Linked DNA regions of Anas platyrhynchos: region 2 is linked to region 1. The links are chromatin contacts, called in public Hi-C maps. All regions are on one chromosome and are shown on one strand. The core of a region is the stretch at or near the end of the contact, and the rest is flanking DNA. Distances in the headings are between cores, read along the strand shown. Region 1 has its middle 33 kb from the start of DAPK1. Region 2 holds the start of LOC101804261 (fructose-1,6-bisphosphatase isozyme 2).

Region 1 (7,219 bases), core at 1,403-3,902:
TTTTTATGAATTTTACTAATTCAGAAAATTTAGTTTGAAAAGTCAGTTCAGTGTAGTCCCATATTCCTAAACAAATGGATGGTTTAAGTGTTTGATCATAGAATTATAAAATATCTCTCTATATATAAACCTTGAATATCTAGGGACTACTCCTAGGGATCTGCTAAAAGGTGAGGAAAACATTTCCACTGTCAGAGGGCTAGGATTCATTATTAAGGAACCCACTCCCCCTTCTGAATGCTTGTATATGTCCACAAGATTCTGGTCTAACACATCAAAACTGTGCAAGATTGCCCTGGGGTCTTTCAACAGGGAAAGTTATCCACTTTTGCTCTTTAGAGCCAAATAGTTCCTACCCTGAGGAAACATTTTGAAAAGCTCTTGTTGCCAGTTTTATGACATTCACTCCGACTGTAAAGGTTACAGATGGAAGGATTAGTAGGTGTTGCACCCTTTTAGGCTTATTTTTTTAGCTTGCACTTTCAAAAAATAAATAAATTAGGAAACATAAGGATAAAAAAAAAAAAAGAACTAAATATTATATTCACCGTACATACACATCATCCTTCTGTGTGTTATATTCACTGAGCACTGGAATCCAGCAGTTGCAGAGTGGGATCTGGGTCAAAATGTTACCCTCCGTTAGTACAGAGGACAAGGCGGGGGCATATCTGGCTGGACATCGGCATGAGATCTGTGGTGTGGTTCTGGCCTACACCAGCTAGGCCTCTCCAAAGCAGGATCCTGGCATGTCTTGGAATAACCACAGGGCATAAGCTGTTCTCAATGGGCTCGTCAGATGAAGATAAACTACTCCTGAGGATTAGAGGCTTTAGCTGTAAGGGTTGGAGCCAAGCCTTGCCTGTTGTCCTCATGGCCAGAGAATGGTGCTTGGCCATAGTATGGTGCTTGGCCATAGTATGGAAGTAAACAAGGCTTGGTTTGACAAAGTAAAACCCAACTTGGCTACCATTTTGTAAGCTGCTCTCCCAGGCTTTTGCCTCCTTTAATGCTCCTGCTTCTGCCCAGCTCCAAGAAAAGACTTTCTGCCAGTCCTCCAACAGGATCTCAGTAGCAGTCTTTAGTCACAGCCTGTTCCACAGCTGACAAAAGCTATTGAATCTGTTCTGTGTGTCACACGGTGGTTTGTTTTTTTAATATCCCAGACTGGCTAGCCAACAGCCTCGGGGAACCTCACTGCAAACTTCCTGAAACATAATATAAAGGCATTTTTGTTTATCCTATTCCCTTCACATGACAGAGCATAGCGAAGGTTAAAAGAAGAGTTGTATGTGCTGATGATAAAGGTTGCAATTGAAGGTGAAGAGCATTTTGGACTATTTGCAGCTGACATTTTTCCTCTTACAGAATCATTGTTTATAACTGCTAACTTTGGAGAGGATAGAGGTCTTTTTCATTTTACAAAATATGGGTTAAAATGCCTGTGAGCTCAGAAAAATACTGAAGTACACAAGTATGTTATAGGGATGCTGTGATTCATATTTTGCTCTTTATTATCTAGACTTAAAGCTAGTCAGAGGCAGTCCTGCACAGATATTTGGTGCTTTACATGCAAAAAAATTTTTTTTGGTCATTTAACAACTACAATACCTCTAGTATGGCATTGTAAGAAGACTTCCAGATGATCTCCAGTCATGACATATTGGATAAAAAACTCTGAATCTGTAAGTTGGATCTCTGCTAGGAATTAAAATGCTAGGAGTCAAAGCTCTTTGCTAGGAATTAAAATGTCCTGCTCAGATTCTGTACATTCTTGAACAGCAAATGATACAAATATTTACTTGCCTCTGAAGTCTGCAGTATGGGTTAATCAAAGAAAATTTGTATAACATTTACAAAGTGAAGTATGCTATTGTATGGGCCAAAGGTTATAATTTTTGTTTCATTGTGTACTGAAGACTCCTTAAATGGCCAAAAGGCAGTACAAGAATGAAAAAGGACATCTGAAATGTCATGACAACATATTTTTGCATTCGGTAATGGTGCCTGATGCTGTGCAAATAATTTTTAAACCACAAAATTACTGGAGTGGTCCATTTCTATTATGTCAGTCTTTTCAATGGGACTGTACTCCTCAATACATGCATATTTTTAGAGAGCATTGTTGTTTTCTCTGGCTTCATGTTATAGTCTTTCTTTATGTGCTTCATTGTATGGTATGCTAATTGGGCTGTTACAGTGTGAAAGTGGGTGGCCTAAAATGCTTTAGTCAAACTGCAAATCAGACCATACAGCTTTTAAGTCAATAAATTGCACCTCCCTGCTAACAGAACTTTCAGGAAATGTTAATGCAACTGGATCATCAAAGGTCAGTATCTTCCTTAATGAAGTGCAACTTCTTCACAGCAAAAAAACAACCAACCAAACAAAAAAAACATGGCAATTCTGGCAACTAAGATTCAGGTTACCCGATTAGTTAGCTGTCTCCAGCTGAAGCTACACAAACTTTGAGTTGCCAGTTTCAAAATACAGACTTTGCTGCAGATCTCAGACTGCAGCCTTCCCCTCCACCTAAGTCAGTCATGCCTTAGTGCATTCCATTTGTTTGAGTCAGGGTGACAATGAGACTTCTGCCCAGGCAAGAACATCAAAGTGTGTTCTCTAAGCTGCCCCCTCAAAAATGAGTTGGTCATTAATATGTATTACTCTGTGCAGGATTTCCCGGAGTGATTCTGCTCTCAGAGTGATCAGTGAGTTGAGTCATTGCCTCTCTAGCTGTTGGCAGCTGGCAAGGTCATATGGCCTAGAGTATGCTTTCAGATAATTAATACTGTATATGACAGGATATGATAAAATATGTGATGTGTGATATATGCACATTTTTTTCTTATTGTGTAAGGTCTCATATCTCTAGGATAAAATGTTTTATAGGCTTTATTATTATTGTTATCATCATCATTATTAATTAATTATTATTTTTTTAATTATTATTATTTTGCTGTTTCCTTTCTGATAAGCTTTTTTTTTTTTTTTTTTTTTAATACCAAACCAGTAATGTCTATTTCCAAATCTCATGCTGATTCTTTAGCACTTCAGTGAAACTAAAAATTCCTATCACACTTTGACCCAAATGTATAGCACAGATATCTGTATGTCACAACTGCTTTCCAAGAACACCTACATGTTTTGCTCCTAATGATCTCTGTAAACAGATTTCTTAATGCATGGATTACTGGAAATCTACACTTTCCAGCACTGGAAGAGAAAAAAAAATAGCCTTGTTTAACGTCTTCTGAAACAACCTTGAGAAATGAATCTTGGGTAAAAGTCAGTTAGAATTACTGAAATTGTTTTACTAAGACATGTTTTTGCTGATGATTTATGTTGACAAATGGAATTGCTGTAGCATTTTCCACTTGCACCTGGGCAGTCTTTCTTTGAGGACTGCAGCATCTGTAGTGCAATTGTCTACAAGGTTAGTGTAAGGTACAGATACTGTTCTCCTTGGGGATTACTTCACAGAAATATTTTGTTAAGGCATTTTTGCAGAGTACAGAACAATGTAAGAGTACCAGCCCTGAGAAACATAGCTCTGTTCCTTCTCAAGTACTGCTTTCCCTTCAAAACAGAAGAGACTTCTCAGTTAAATGATATTTTTTTTCCCTTTTTTTTTTTTTTTTTTCTTTTTTCTATCTCTCTCTTTTTTTTTTTTTATTTTTTTTTTTCCTGGAAATGTAAGGTGCTTTTCCTTATTCACTTTAAAGGTCCTGCAGGCTGTTACATGTATCCAGTTCCGATTTCTGCTAAACTGCTTTCTCTCTTCTATATTAAAGTATCCTGACCGGTACCACACGCCCCTACATGTAAGATCCAAAGGGCTTTTGTTAGAGGACGAACGGCCGAAAGCACGACAGACACCAATAGAGTCAGATCATGCTCCATTTTATTGCCCAAATAGCCTAACTTTTATAGTGAACTTAACAGAGGCAGATAGTGTCTCACTCAAGGTTATTGGTCAAAAGCACTCAGACAAACAACTAGAAGAAAACAACCCCACCTGCAAGAAAACAATCCCCTTGTGATTAGCAGTCACGCAGACCTTGTCCTTGAAGCCAGATGCTGGTAACAATATTTTTCTAAATTCCTCAATTGGGCGATGTGGGAACACTGTCATGGGAACTTCTCATAGTTGCCCTGGTAGCTTGGTTTGCTCAGCTACAGCAAGCCATGGGATTTTTGCTGTTTCAAAAAATCCCTCAACAGGCTTTCCCAAAATACAAAAGTACCAGCAACCAAGGTCCTAGGCAAGTTGCAGGAGAAAGATCCTATAGTAAACATCCTTCCTCTACCAACAAGATGAACATCCATGAAATCAACAGTGCATTGCACGGATATCTGATGTTGTCGGTATCAGCTGCCACAAAGGAAATAATGGTTTCAGTTTCCTGTGTTCTTCCTCAAAGCTAGCATTTCTTTTTAAGGAAGATCTGCTCATGAAAGCAGGTGAATACTGTTATGCTGAGAGTTGTTGCTCTGGGTATGTGAGCTGTATGGGATTCTGTAAGTTTCCATCCAGCTGTACTTAATTTACACCAGATGTGGCCACAAGACTACATCCTCTGGTGGGAAAAGCTGGCTTGAATTTTTGTACACACCAACAATGAGTTCTGTATCTTGCGTGTCACTACAGTATGTCTATTCTAGCTTCTGCCATCACTTCAAAGAATAATATGTAATCACTGGACGTTGATTTTTCTGCATCAACCTTACTTGGTACAAATAGGGAAACACTGAGACAGACAGAGTTGAGCATAAATATGGTTTATGCTGTTTATGCTGTGTTGACCCCAGACATCTCTAGCCAAGAGCCACAATCCTATTGCATCTGTCACCATTTAAACCTAAGCCATCCCGCCAGCATGAGCTAAATTTGTATTTTGTATTTGTATATGCTCTGAGTTTTTTGTCAGATGAATATGGCTATTTGGACTGTATCTACTGATTTTCAGTGAAGTCTATTAAGCCAAAGTCTATTAAACCAAACCAACAACAATTTTTAATACAATCTAAATTTGATTACATAGATTTATGAACCAAATACTGTTCTGTATTCGCTACTAAAACAAATAACTAAACTAACATTGCCAAGTGGGGTTAATAAATTAAGGATAAAGAGAAGTTGGAAGAACAATTAAAAAGATTTTAAACATGAGAAGGAGAAAGAAAGAGAATATAACTCAAAATGATATTTTCCACAGAAATTGGGAGGTACAGAAATTCAGTTGCCTGTGGTAAAGATAGTAAAAAACTTCAAACTTCTGATTCAAATCCAGAGCATGTTTTTTGCTTGTTTGTTTTTGTGTCAATTAAAAAGGTGAATTTCTACTAAAAAGATTCTCCTTCCAAGTATATGGATGAGAATATCTGAAAACCAATATTTGCAGCATCTAACAAAAACAAAAACAAAACTTTTTAAAGGGAAATCAGAGCTTAATTTAATAATTAATATCCAATGACAGCAATTGTGAGAAACTAAGTTGTGTTTTTGCAGTATAGAACTAATTTTCTGTATTCCAAGGCAGTTGTGTATTCATAACAAGGAGAAATCCTAAGTAGAAGGCCTTACTCTTCCAAAATAAGGTAGAAGCTTGAGAAAAACAGGATGAGCAGTGTGGGAATGGTAAAACAAAGATCACAGGTTCTCAAAACATAAGAAAGGAGTAAAGAAGAGGGGAAAAGGGAGAAATTAAAGTGTTGAAGGAAATAAAATTGTACATATATGGTATAGAGGAGCGTCGAGTAGCTTGTGCAGCTGTAGTACTACACCAGTGAGGAAACAGGGGAGATGATCAGGTGTCAGGTAATAGGGAATAAGAGGTTATGATTTGTTTACTAAAATGTGCTCCTAATTGGCAGGACACCCGCCATTGCAATCACATAGCTTCACAGAAGATCCTGTCTGAAGAAAATTATTTGAGATTTTTCTCACACAATTATCTGTAAAAATACTCAGTCTACTCAATCCACTCTGTTCAGGACACTAGTCTGGTAACATTGTCTCCCACTGAAAGGGCTTCACACTCAGGTATGGAAAACAAATCTTCATTTATTTATGTATTTATTTATTGCCTGCATATAACAACTCCTTATGAGACATAACCTAAACAGTGTCTCAGTACATTACTGCCTTGGATTCTCAGGACTCTTCTCATTAAGCAGGTAAGACAGTAAAAAAGGAGATTATTTTAAATCGCAAATTATGTTCAAAGAATTTTAAGAATTTGCCAACCAATGTCATCTACCTGGACTTCTGCAAGGCCTTTGACACAGTCCCACACAATATCTGTATCTATAAATTGGAAAGATATGCACTTGAAAGGGGGAATATTTGGTGGATAAGGAGCTGGCTTGATGGCTGCACCCAGAGAGTGGTGGTCAACGGCTCTACGGACAGGTGGAGGCTGGTGACAAGTGGTGTCCCTCAGGGGCTCTGTCTTGGGACTGGTACTGTTTAATACCTTTATCAATGACACAGACAGTGGGATCAAGTGCATCCTCAGGAAGTTTGCCACAAAGATGACCAGAGGGCTGGAGCACCTTTCGTGAGAAGAAAGGCTGAGAGCTGGGGATGTTCAGCCTGGAGAAGAGAAGGCTCCTGGGAGACCTTACAGCTCCTGGGAGACCTTCCAGTACCTAAAGGGGCTTGTAAAAAAGGTGGAGAGGGATTTTTATATAGGCAGGTACTGGACAAGGAGTAATGTTTTTAAGGTAAAAGAGAGGAGATTTAGATTAGACGTCAGTAGGAAACTCTTCACTCAGAGGGTGGTGAGGCCCTGGCACAGGTTGCCCAGAGCAGCTGTGGCTGCCCCATCCCTGGAGGTATTCAAGGCCAGGCTGGATGGGGCTTTGGGCAGCCTGGTCTGGTGGGAGGTGTCCCTGTCCATGGCAGGGGCTGGAACTGGATGATCTTCAGGGTCCCTTCCTACCCAAGCCATTCTACAAGCCCATGAATTTTACTTAAAAATATAGCAGCAGTTTAGAATAATGATAAAACGAACTGGAAGTTCAGTGCAACGTGCTATTTTATTCGAATCTCGAATATACGGATGCATTTCAGGTTCATGTTTACCGTGGGATTTTCTGCCTCAGCCTGAATTCGCCCGTTCTTCGTTTGTGCTGCTTGATTTCTGCCCAGCAATAGGCTGTACTGCCACCCACTGGCCTGTTTATTCCTTATGTAGACTGTGCAGTAGTGGAA
Region 2 (7,219 bases), core at 1,636-4,135, 180 kb before region 1:
TCCTGCAGATCTGTCAAATTGTTTTGTTTGTGTGTTTGTTTGTTTGTTTGTTTGTTTTTGTATCCTTTCTATCATATCCCAGCCCATTTTACTGGCTGTCACTGAGGCTTATAGCCACCATGCTGTTTTAAAACCAATTTATTTCTCTCCCTCCTACCTATAGAATAATAATAATATATTGTGTTTAATTGTAAGGTTTTACCACTCAGTGAAACCTCCATGGTATTTATCAAAAGTTTATCTTGACTGAGATCAGACAGAATAAGGAATGTTTCTGGAAGGCCTGTCTGTTGAGTCTGTATTCTTCACATACTTGTATGAGTTCATTTCTTACTGAAGGAGTGTGACTGAGCAGTAGCTTAAGGTACTATTAAAAACAGTACCTATTAAAAACTGTCCACTACCTGTAGAAAGCATTTGTGAATTTTTCAGTTTAAAAAAAAAAAAAAAAAAAAAAAAAAGAAAAATAAAAAGAGAGAGAGAGGAGGCAAATAATGGCCTTATTAGTTCTGAGAACACCCTTTGAACAACTAACTCCAAAACAAACTTTGTGCTAGAAGTGGTTCTGAACTTTGTCATTTTGACCAGTGTAAAAGATCACTTGGAATCAATAGTAAAGAAGGTCTGCACGTGATGTTTTTGACAAATGTTAGAAACCATAGTACATCCACCCCCTCCTATTCCCCCCAGTTCTTATTTGCTAAGTTGATTGGGTATCCCAACAACATTCTAGCTACACAGCAGAGAGATTTTGAATTAAAAGCGTTTTAGTACTATTCAGGCTGAGAACTACTACAGTGATGAAATAATATACAGAATGTAATGTCTGTATTTTAAGCCAGCAGATCTGTTTGCATGTATAATGTGGATCCTGTTCCCTTCTTTTATTAATAGCTTTACCATGAGCTATCCCACAGCTCACTAAGTATGTTATATTTTGGTTTGGGACAAAGTCACTTGAAAGAAGAAAATGCTCTTATCATGGCAAAAAGTGCTCTGGAATATTTTACCATGATAGGAATGGCATCATAGACATTTAACTAGATCACAAGAATGAGAAAAAGAAATATTATCATGTGTTTGTTTGTTTGTTTTCCTTTCTCTGCCTTTGAGGATGGAGTAGAACGTCTGTCTGTTAGTCCTCCTGGGGAACTCTGCTCACAAGTCCTTGTCCTTACAGTGAGAGTTGAAAAACATCCCCAAAGCTAAGCACACAGGATATGAGCAGCACCGAACTGTGTCCTTCCGCTTTTTGCTAGTATTCAGTGCTGTCAGCCCCTGACAGTTTTGCTTGAGGCTGATTTCAAAGCAGAAAACCTTTGCATTCAAATCCCTTTTACAAATCTCCAAGTAACATATCTTACATAGGGGAAGAGATACTTTTAGGAAAATCCAGATAAATGATAAATTACTTTAAAAAAAAAGTAGTGCAAAGGGATGTCAGAACTCTGCTTATAGCTGCAGTTAATATTAACAAAAAGAAAGCTTGGTGTATGTTTTGTTGCTGAATTTAGCTTTCGTTCTCCCTGGCACGATTTTAGTCCAGTTTTTGAGTTCAATGAATGATAATGGTGAAACTCAGTGCAACTTTTTGGATTTAGCTCCAGATTTTCTTATTGTACTTGTGGGCTTTCCAGATCTTTATCTTAAAAACAAGAGAGTGCTGCTAATGAGTAAAACGAAGACTACAACATATGATTGTTCTTATAGCCTCTTCTGAGTGGGAGGGTAGTGCTGCAATTTAAATCTGTAGTTTCTATATTGCAGCTAATAACCTGTACTTAGTTCACTGGTATTTCTTTTGCCTTCATGTTAGTGCCATGTGATACAAGATATAGCTTGTAAAGAAATTATGGCAGTATTACTTGTAATATAATTGCAAACTAAGACATACCTACACTTACAAACAATCACAGACACACAGGATATGTGAGATTGGAAAGGACCTCCAGAGCCCACCTGGCCCAACCCCTGCCCAAGCAGGGCCACCCAGAGCAGGCTGCCCAGGGCCACTTTTCCAGGTGGCTTTTGCATCTTTCCAAGGAGAAGACTGTGCTGCTGATGTGGGCAGCCTGTGCCATCTCTCCATAACCTGCACAGTAAGGATGTGCCTCCTGAAAGACCAAATGTTTCCTGTGCAGTGTTTTCTGTACATGGTGCACTACCATAACAACCCTGACTTAAAATTTCATTTATGACACAGACATGCTAAAATCAAATAAGCTTCATTTGTAGATTATTGAAGGTTTAATTACTTTGTAAGCAAACAAGCCATAGCTCAACGAGTACTTTTCTATGCAAACAGTATAATATTACAAGTAGCCCAGACTGGGAATGAAGTTATTAAAATGGGTTTGCAGCAGCAATATAAAGCATCTTTAATAGATGCCTGCCTAGATGCTCAGTGCACTCATTTTGTAAGTCATCATGCAAAAAATCTTGGTGTAGACAAGGCCTGGCCCTGGCTGAAATATTTTCTGTGGTTGTTGAATTAACCTCCACACCACTGTATTAGGTGGCTAAATAGTCTTCTCACTTTAGACGCAGAGCAGCTGCAAATTGTACATTGCTTTTCACACTTCGTGATGTTGAGCCTGCTGCTGAGCAGTGTCTCTGGGAAAGCAGTTTTTAGCCACGTGGCTAAACAAGAGCTTTGCATTAAAAGCAGCCTAATGTACCATGAGGGTGTGTCGATAGATCTGGGCACCAGGAATTGTAGCTGTGGGCAGGGCAGCGGAGAGGCAGCTCTGCTCTCTCAGCCATGCTCCCTGTCCCGGGCTCCCTTCCTGCATCCCGGAGGAGCCGCAGAGCCAGTCCGTGAGCAGCTATTCTGAGCACCCCATCACATGGTCCTGGAAGCATTTTAATAAACTCTGGCTGGCAGTGCAGCCAGTAGCTTCCCCTCAAAATAAAACAGCTGCCCGGCATCTCAACACAGCAAGAAAGCGCCCAACCCAGCCGAGAGCATAGGGACACTGGTACCCAGCAAAAATGTCCGACAAAACCCCCTTCGAAACAGATATGCTGACCCTCACGCGGTTTGTCATGGAAAAGGGACGGCGAGTCAAAGGAGCCACCGGGGAGCTGACACAGCTGCTCAACTCCATGCTGACTGCCATAAAGGCCATTTCCTCGGCAGTCAGAAAGGCGGGCCTTGCCCACATGTGAGTCCTGCTGAGACGTACGGGGAGGACATGAGGTGGAGAGGCTCCTGCTTGCAGTGCAAGGCTGGGAAGAGGGTAGGGATGTTTAACTGCATTGCAAGAGGCTGCAGGCAGGCGGAGGTCAGGACATGGGTTGCCAGGAGCGGGAAGTGGAGATCTCTCAGGAGCACTCCAGTATTGAGCACTAGGTAGAAGCTTAGGCAAGCTGCTGTTCTGCAATATTTTACTGCTAAAACACGAGTCAGGACTTCAGGGCGCCATTCACCTCTTAAAGGTTGATACTGATGTATTTTTAAATTTACTGTGAATCTGCAGGAAAATGCACCGTGATATTTTCTGCTAACAGCCAAGCACGGTGCTGAGTGGTGCAAACAGATCTTGGCTTGCCTTGGGAAGCTGATGTTCTGCCTGACTGCAGTGTAAGTCATGCTCCGAAGCAACAACCCTGCAAGAAATGGCATATGCTATCCTTCATGGGTACATTTACCCCTCCCTCCTCAACCAGTGTCAGCGTTACAGATGGGGAGATTTAAAAGGTCTTATATGAAAAGCAAACAAAATAATTTGGCATGTAGTGGTTTAGAAAGCAAAAATTTACCTTAGCAAATCCTGGAATGACTTGTGCTGTTCTTCACACAGCCAGATTGAAATAAATAAATAAATAAATCACTATCAGCCTTTTAATGGTGATCTTTTAATGGTGATCTATTAGGAGCAGCTCAGGGAGCTGGAAACTCCTAATAAAATTATGTATTTAAAATATACAGTTGTTGTTTATGTATTAAAGTATATTTGTGCACACTCCTGTGCATGTACATATGCATGCATTTGTAGAAGATAGGGAATATATCTATGTAAGAAAGACAACACTTGTCATTTACTCCTTTCTAATTATTATTATTTTTTTTCATCCTGTGGAAACACTGAAATGCTTTAACACCCTGTTTTTTTTTTTGCGCTTCTGCTGCCTATTTGGTCAAAACCCTCGATGATCTTTTCCAATCATAAATTCAGTGTCTCAGTACTACCATACTCACTTTACAGGTGTGGACTGTAATTTGTAGAGAGTCGTACCCAAAGTTAGCAGCAGCCTCATGTTCCTGTGCGCTAACTCTTAAGTTGTATTTTTGTCTCTGTAGTTATGAGGTAAAGCTGAGCTGTTTTTTCTTCCCATTTTAGAGGAAATGTTGCATTTACTTATTTTTTGTCTTTCAAGATACAACTTCTGATTTATTTCATAAGTGGGGAGAACTACTGCTTAATAGACTGGAGGTGGAATAGCCACCTTGCCTACAAGACTCTACTACTGCCTCAGTGCTACATGAATCTTCCCTTCAGAAGGAATACACCCATTATCTTAAGGAGTAAACATCTTTTTCTACCAAATTTATATATTTGGTATATATATATTTATTTTTATTTATGTATATGTATATAAAGGATATATATAATGTATATATATGATATTATATCTATATATATATGTATGTATATATATATATATATATATAAGATAACAACCAAGAAATATCTAAAATATCCAAACACACAAATAAATAACCTGTACTGTTCAAACTGCTGCTGAAACCATGAAATTTTGGAGATTCCTGTGGCAAGCTTCCAACCATGGTGACTGGTTTGCATCTGTCTGCACTTATGCCTTCTTCCCATGAGCAAGAGCTGGGACCTTATCATCAAACAGAAAAATGCAGCTAGAGAGCTCTGATTTTTATGGCTTCTCCAAATAGGAGAATGTGAAGTAACTTCTTTGATGGTTTATAGTGCAGTGTGAATTTTTAACAAATTTGCCATTCAAAGGTGAAGAATGGCTTAACAAAATAAAAAATAAATTTGGGTTGGAAACCTGCCTGGAAACACACTAACTGGAGATTGGATGTTTAACGTGCCCTAAAAATCACATTCCTTTCCAGCATCTTAAACCTGGCTCTCGAAAATGCAAATACCTGAAAAACTCAATACTTCTGAAAAGCTCAGGCAGATCTTAGCTTTGAATAAGAGAAAAGACCAGTCCCCAAAAGTCAGGCCTGCTGCTGACGAACACAATAGAGATTATTTAGTTGTCCCCCTTTCTGTCCTTTCTGTTTTTCCATAATGAACAAAAATGCCGTATATATGCCCTGACCACACATGTCATGTCAAAATAGTTCTTCCTCAACTGGAAATTTCAGATATATATATTACTATGTACTACATAATTAATGTGCTACCAAAATCAAAATATAGAATAGAAACATCACCGTAACCCAGCTGAGGATCACCAAATAAATTAATCTGAATAAAATCCAAAGGAGCAGTTTAGCATATGGAAATATCAGGGGTTGTCTTCAAAGCTTCTGATTTTGGGGTGGCTGGGGGCTGAGGGGATTCTCACGGTGCTCTGAGCAGCCGTACGAGCTGTTCCAGCAGCAGATGACACGGAAGGTGTGTGTCCCTTCTCCTTCCCCAAAGCCACTTCTGGGTGCCTCCTGGGGCTGCTGGCAAAGCCTGGCACCTGCCAGATGGGCTGCAGGCTCTGCTCCTGGGAGGAGGCTTGGAGAGCATCCAAGCAGGAGGAAAAGGACCCTAATGGAGCCCCAGAAAGATGCCACTGCTCCTTCCCTTGCTCCTGAATGCTTTTATTTTCCAGCAGCAGCAAACACCTCCTAATGCATCCTGATGTTTTAATCCAAGCTTAAAGGTGTGTGGGAAGATGAAAGGAAGGAATACCTAGCTTGTGTTTTTCTAAAAGGTCCCCTCACTATCCCAGGTTTCTTGATTATTATTTTTTTTAATTAGCATTTATTTTTTTAATTTATTTTCCCCAGGTTTGGCATAGCTGGCAGCGTGAACGTGACGGGTGACGAGGTGAAGAAGCTGGACGTGCTGTCCAACGACCTGGTGATCAACATGCTGCAGTCCTCCTACAGCACCTGCGTCCTGGTCACAGAGGAGAACAAGGAGGCGCTCATCACCCCCAAGGACAAGCGGGTCGGTGCAGGCAGCAGCAGGGGGCACTCGCGTTTCAGGCATGAAAACCCGGGTCCCCAAATCGTCCCCGAGCTAACCCGGGGAGCTCGGAAAATTTGCGCCATTACCGAATTGTTTTGATTAATAACTGAGGCGGATGGCCTGGTTTCAACAGCTAAAGGAGATGCGGAGGGCAAAAATTAGTATTAAAAGTTTGGCGAAGGGGGGGAAAATAATTATTTCGGAGCTTGTTAGCGCACCCCAGCTCCCAGATGTAAGTGTACTATTACACTCCCTGGCCACTGGGGTGAGGGGTTCGGATTACATTAATATGTAGGCAAGATAAAATGAGCTGAGAGGCTGGCAGAACTGGGTTTTGCATTACACGGCCGGAGGAAACACCTGACTGCTTCATCAGGGTTCCCCAGGAGGGGATCCTGTTGCAGTGACACTGCTCGCACCGATGTAACCTACCCTTTCCCCATGATGTTTTTCTTCTGCCCTCAAACTCCCAGTATCAGTAAGTCCTGGTTCTGAGTGTGACAAAACAAAACACATGTACTTGAGCAAGATGCTGGCCTCCACAACAGTTGAACCTTTCGCTTTCAGATGTCTTACACCGCTTGGACGCACAGGACTTCTCCTTTCTGCCATCAGCGTTAGTGCTGTCTGCAGAAATGTGCCCCCTCCTGTTCCTCTGGTGGGGAAACATGCTGCAGTGCAGGGCCAGAGAAAACGTGCTGCACTGCAGGGCCAGCTGGGTCAGCAGCGCAGCCTCCTCCGGCGAGCTGCACCACGTGCACTCGGGGGGCTACACACAGCCACAAAAACACAGGGCTCACCAGGTGAAAGGACACAGTACCGGCAGACAACATATCATTTATCGCTTCCACTTCTTGCCACTTCTGTTTCAGGGTAAATACGTGGTATGCTTCGACCCCCTTGACGGCTCATCCAATATAGACTGCTTGGCACCAATAGGAACCATATTTGCTATCTACAGAAAGGTAAGAGGACAAACAAAGCACACTTGGCAAAGTTCACTTGGTGAAAGCAAAATGGCTTGGGTGTATTGGCTTGCTTAGTTT

Evidence for each region. Hi-C and Micro-C count contacts between places; a contact is called where the count stands out from the background.
Region 2: a contact with region 1 is called in a Hi-C map of liver, with 3 times the contacts expected there. The contact joins the promoter of LOC101804261 here to the enhancer-like site in region 1. A contact is called at or near these places in 3 of 8 Hi-C or Micro-C datasets (liver, skeletal muscle and subcutaneous adipose tissue).

What each region holds. Positions count from the first base shown.
Region 1 is chrZ:44,638,639-44,645,857 of IASCAAS_PekinDuck_T2T, reverse strand. No RefSeq gene overlaps it. Among named protein-coding and RNA genes, the nearest start is that of DAPK1, 33 kb to the left of the region's middle. Within about 2 kb of position 2,652, at least 1 of the 8 cell types and tissues checked has an H3K27ac peak or open chromatin away from gene starts, as enhancers often do.
Region 2 is chrZ:44,822,897-44,830,115 of IASCAAS_PekinDuck_T2T, reverse strand. LOC101804261 (fructose-1,6-bisphosphatase isozyme 2) reads left to right here and starts at 2,885. Exons shown (of 7, transcript XM_021270706.4): 1 at 2,885-3,164; 2 at 5,990-6,152; 3 at 7,046-7,138. The coding sequence starts at 2,992.